2 separate regions of the Mus musculus genome follow, and region 2 is linked to region 1. The links are chromatin contacts, called in public HiCAR-type maps. All regions are on one chromosome and are shown on one strand. Each heading gives the region's core, a stretch centred on a gene start, on an enhancer-like site or on the middle of the called end of the contact. The rest is flanking DNA. Distances are from core to core; before and after follow the strand shown.

Region 1 (2,700 bases), core at 67-2,566:
TTTGGTTTGGAATTACATTCTCCCACCCCTAGCTGGTACCCTATTGGCAAGTGATGGCTGCTAGGGCCAGAGGAGTCAGTTGTCTTCGGGGATGCCGCTCCTGAGAGACTACCATACTCCAATAGTCGGTTCTACATCTGTGTAGGCAACCCTAAATGGACTCAGTATGTTTAAAAAACAGAGCTCATGAAAGGAGGAGGGGAAAGGATGGTTGGAATAGAAGAGGAATTGGATGAGAAAGGTAGGGTGAGAATCTGACCAAAATACACTAATGTAGGAGCATGACATTCTCAGAAAAAAAACAAGGAGGGATAAAAGAGAAAGAAGTATAAAGTCAGGCAGCCCCAGCTATCTGGCCTCTAGTGAGGGCCTTCTGGCTGCACTCCAACATGGCGGAGAGGTGTAATCAGTCACGTGCAAAATTGACTTCTGTGTGAGTAAGGGTTGAGACAGAGAGGAGCCAGACTCACTATTTTTATTTTTATTTTGGTTTGGATTTGGGTTTTTACTGTTATTGTTTGTTTTGAGACAGATTTACTCTCTGTCACCCAGGTGAGCCTTGGATTTGTGACAAACTTCCTGCCTTGGCCTCCCAGAGCCCTGTGAGTAGGGGCATGCATCACTATGTCTGTCTGATTCTATTTATAATAACCTGATTCTCATGGAACAAATCTACCACCCCCACCTCCACTAGACCTGACCCACTGTGGAGAAATAAAGTTTATCTGTTCATGAAAGCAGAGTCCATGCTACCTACTTAGCCTTCGCAAAGGCCCACCTCTTAAATGTTATAAGACCTAAGTTGGATCTTTGGAGGTGACTAAGTCTTTTTCACGACCTTCTATAGAAAACCACAGCTACTAGACGGTAATAAATGACTTCCTTTGTCTTCTCCTACAGAACAATAAAGGATTTCTGTTTTTGTTAACCTGTGGATTTCCTCATGGCTCTCTGCTCAAACCTTCCAATACTTACACTGTATCTAAAAATGGTTCCCCTATGTTTTTGCACCTTTGCCTCCATCCTGACTCTTCTAAGCACTTGACATATATAACTCTAATCCATATAACAATTCTGTGAGGAAGACACTATTGTTCCCTCTTGTTTTAGAAATGAGGAAACCAACATAGATAGAGATTAACTAGCTTGTCGCAGATGTGGTCGGTGAACAAGGCAGCCAAATTCCAGAGTCTAAACTCTTAGCCACTAAATCATATAATCTCTCATCAGAATCAAGTCATTCACCCTTGAGTCTAAACATGACTAACTAGAGAATTCTTCCCTCAACTCTGAGCTCAGGGTCATTGGTATCCTGCCAAATGTCCCTGATGATACTTCTATTTTTAGTAGGGTGAGTAGCCAAGAGAATGCTTGTATTACCTTCCATGAACTCCAAGGTCCATTTTTCTGTCTCTTGTTCATGTTTTGTCCTCTCTATGGCCTCTTCAGGACCTCTATCATGTTTTTCTCTACCAAGTTGTCTTGATTCTGTTTGATGTGCTCGGTGCAGCTGGAGGTACCATCCATTCTAGTTTAGTTTTGGCTCATTTCTCATTTTCTAGCTGGTGCAGGGCAGATCATTTGTGAATTGAATATTCCCAGGAGAGATCTGCTATCTTTTCTAATACAACATTGCCATAAATGCACCCTGGATTTCACTTGACTTTCTCGGGATATAATTATATATTTAGATCTATATTTTTATTCTACTCTCTTCAATTTTACTTGACATATATTTCCTTCTCTCTCATTTTAAATACCTTGAAAGGCAAGATAGAACTTAAGTGGTATCTACTTGGCACATTTTTCTTGACTCTTCTTTCCATATCTATATCCCAAATTGAATAAATCTCTCCCTACCTTTTGCTATTATATAAACTTATTCATACCTCTGGTTTGTATCTCAGTGTGCACCCATCTGTCTCTTCTGGAAATTACCATATATGAAAGTTTACTTTCATATGGGGCAAATTGAGCACAAATTGACATTTGCCGCTACATGTTATTCACACACACACAAAAAATCACTTGTAGAATAATAGAAGAAAAAACAGATGCTATTCAATAAGCTTTCTTTATACAAATATTGAGAGAGAGAGAGGTAAAAGTTTTCCTAAGCATAACTTAATTTCTTTTTTTTCCTAACTGAGACTACCAATTTCTCTCCCTCAGTTATAAGCATAATTCCCACTTCTTTATGGTTAATTTTATGAAATTGCCAATTGAGTTTTAATTACTGCACTAGTTCTTGAACATACACCCTATTCATTGGGTCATTTTGAGTTTTCTAAACATATTAAAATGTTCATGTATGAACTTATTTATCCCATGTGAAAAGTCTCAGATTCTTGTCACTAAATTCGAATTTTTATTTCACATTATTTGTTTAAGTGCTTTCTTGACTATTGGGTGTGTTAATATAAATCATTAAACATGCATTAAATTCACGCAAAAGATATTTTGACTTATATTTGATTTTCAACACCAAACTTTTTTTTACTTACTCTCATGAAAATGACTTTTTAAGTTTGGTAACGCTAACATTTCAATGCTCACCATACAAGCAGCAGACAACTATTAACTATTTTATTATCTACAACACACACACACATAATATAAACACAAGTATAAAATTTAGGACATTAATGTAATTGTATTGAATAAAGGTAGAAATATTCTGCTTACTCTTCTATGGAGAAT
Region 2 (2,700 bases), core at 124-2,623, 470 kb after region 1:
CTGCTGACTTCTGAGCCTGTTGTTGGAACATTAGTGCTCAGGGGACATTGAAACAGCACACTGCTCTAAGGGGAAACAAAACCATTCTTTACAATTTACTTGGTAACTCTGGGGGAAATTCCAAGGCTGATGGGTTTATTTCTCTCATGAGTTAAAACTGAAAGCCCCAACCCTTGGTGAAGAAGATGGAGCCTGCTGTGGCTGAGTTCTCTGTGTGGTAGGCTTCAGAGCCTCTCTCTCATCTGCATTGCTTCTCAGCGGACGAGAAGCCATCTTGAACAGCACCCGCAATTACCAATGCTATCTAGGCCCAGAGTGAATGCTGGTTGCCATGGCGCTGCTTTTAAAAGTTAAAATCAGGGCAGCACCGGCAGCCAAGCACATCCGTCCAATGAGTCCTGCTGGATGGAGCTGAATTCATGCCGCACCTTCGCCTGGTCTCCTGCCATGTCGAAGATTTATGTTTCCGTTGTTGTTGTTAATAATTGGTGTGCAGGGTGTTAATAATTCCTGTGCTGAAGCATTTTGTCACACTGTCATATGCTGCCCCCCTGCACGGGGACCACATTTCTCTCATCCTGCTGTTTGCTGACTGATGCTTCAGCCCGGCACCAGATATTGTGCTCCATCACCCAATGAGCAAGTACATGTGGACGCCACACCCCCTGCCTCGCCCATCTATAAGGTACAAGGGTTGGAAACACCTGCACTAGGAGACCAGCGACCTAGATTTCTACTCCCAGTTCTCCACTGCATGCCTTTGGCAGAGGCTTTAATCTTTCTGTGCCTTGGGCGCCTCATCTGCACCGTGGAAAAGACGGCAGTCTGTCTCCATAGTCTCTCCCTGACGTAGTCACACTCTGATCACGCGTGCCTCTTCCCAGCCTCAGAGGCTCAGCTGAGCGCTGCCATCCGAATGCAATTGAGGCAATTCCTGTAAACTCTTGCGCAGCCCTCCCAGGATGACTCTTTCTGAAACTCCCCTCTAGGACCTCAGGGCTGTAAGGGATTTGTTTTGAGTTAATTCCCTGGCAAGATGCCACTTGTCAAGAGATTCCCCCCCCCCCCAACACACACACACACACACACACACACACACACATACACACACACACTGATGCGCTCAAGGGAGATGCTCTGCTCTGCTCAGGTCATTATTTGCTTTGAAAATGCTTTCTTCTCAAAGTCCCTGATTAGTGCTTTGGCCTCAGAGTTAACTCTCTACCCCAAGAACGCAAGATCTAAATTTAGAGAATGGCCGTCGTGGGAAGCTGGCCTGCAGACCTGATTTCCAGAGGAGTGTCTTAGGGGAGCGAGGGCAGGAGAAGATGGCTCTGTTACCTGTCTAGCCAGCATGCAGCTGAGCTCGCTGGCCAGAATACAAATGAGGTCATCTTTCCGTTTCTGCTTGTTTTGCCAGGCCTCTGGTGTTCACATGCTGGCTGCAGAAGCTGGGCTCCCACCTTCAAATTCTCCTTCCCACCCTCACTTATTTCTGGAAATCCCTAGTTGGGGTTTTACAGCTACAAAACCAAAAGGGTGGCCAAGAAACTCAGTTGACAAAGACAGCAGGGTGCTTGGTACAGATACCCTAATATCAGGTGTGGTGGGGTGATAGGGGGGATCTTGGGCCTCGATTACAATTCTTTGTGGCTGTTTTTGGACTGTTTGTTTGTTTGTTTGTTTCGTTGTTTTGGGCAAGGCCTAATGTGTTTCGGGCTGGCTTTGAACTCACTAGGTAGCCAAAGATGACCTTGAACACCTATTCTTGCCAGAACCTCTTGAGTATATATATACATACATACATACATACATACATACATACATATATATAAAATCTTATGTAGCCCAGGCTAACCTCAAGCTCTTTCTCCTGCCTCTGCATCTGGAGGGGCTAAGGTGATAGGTTTGTGGCCACTCAGCTGATCATCCTGATAATATGGGCTGTACATATCAGTTTTCCTGATAAGGAGCAAGGAAAACTCTGGCCAGACTTCAGGGAAGGCAAGACACTGGCTGGCTCTTGAAGACCGGATGCTGGGACGAATGATGACGGTCTGAGGGAATGAGGGAATGATGTAGTGAAGCAGGCATCTAGTGCACTGCTCCTGGGTAACAGAGCTGTGCAAACCAGCCTCCAGTTGGTCTGCTTGCTCGTGTTGCTTAGTGTCCAAAGCTTATTATTATGGCAAAAAGATAATTGCATGTCCTTTCCATGTCATGCCTGAGCGTTGTGTGGCAAGCCCACTCATTCTGGAGAATTAACTTCTAGTTAACTTATTAATTATTATTATTATTATTATTATTATTATTATTAAAGACCAGATTCTGTGAAGTTAGCATTCTGTTACGTATGCCAATGACTCCCAGTCAATAGAAAAGATAACTCCAAAGACTACAGCTGATTAGCCTATAGGAGAGTTACCAGACTTCTAACCCTGGCTAACTTATTTCAGAAGGCCTTCCCTATCTCTGAGACAGGCACACATAAGGAATGGCTTAGCAATTTAGGATTCCACTTGGCATGGCCCATGCATACACCCCTCTTGAACAATGCAGCTAAGCAACCTGTTAGTAACCAAAGCCCCCCTTGTGTGAGTTGAGTCTCTAGTTCAGTTGCTTTAAACAGTAGGAGTTAATCACTCACTTTAATAACTACTTGATAACGATCCAGGAACTACAAAAATGGGTTGATCTGGC

What was found. HiCAR-type assays count read pairs that join an accessible place to other places.
Region 2: a contact with region 1 is called in a HiCAR-type map of fibro-adipogenic progenitors, with 5 times the contacts expected there. The contact joins two enhancer-like sites. A contact is called at or near these places in 1 of 484 Hi-C or Micro-C datasets (liver), 2 of 115 datasets of contacts at active chromatin or transcription factors (embryonic stem cells and fibro-adipogenic progenitors) and 1 of 9 other capture datasets (embryonic stem cells).

What each region holds. Positions count from the first base shown.
Region 1 is chr15:11,573,270-11,575,969 of GRCm38.p6, forward strand. No RefSeq gene overlaps it. Among named protein-coding and RNA genes, the nearest start is that of Gm41271, 130 kb to the right of the region's middle. Within about 2 kb of position 1,317, at least 22 of the 459 cell types and tissues checked have an H3K27ac peak or open chromatin away from gene starts, as enhancers often do. A contact at or near this core is called in fibro-adipogenic progenitors, where this site is marked.
Region 2 is chr15:12,039,173-12,041,872 of GRCm38.p6, forward strand. No RefSeq gene overlaps it. Among named protein-coding and RNA genes, the nearest start is that of Gm34759, 40 kb to the right of the region's middle. Within about 2 kb of position 1,374, at least 51 of the 459 cell types and tissues checked have an H3K27ac peak or open chromatin away from gene starts, as enhancers often do. A contact at or near this core is called in fibro-adipogenic progenitors, where this site is marked.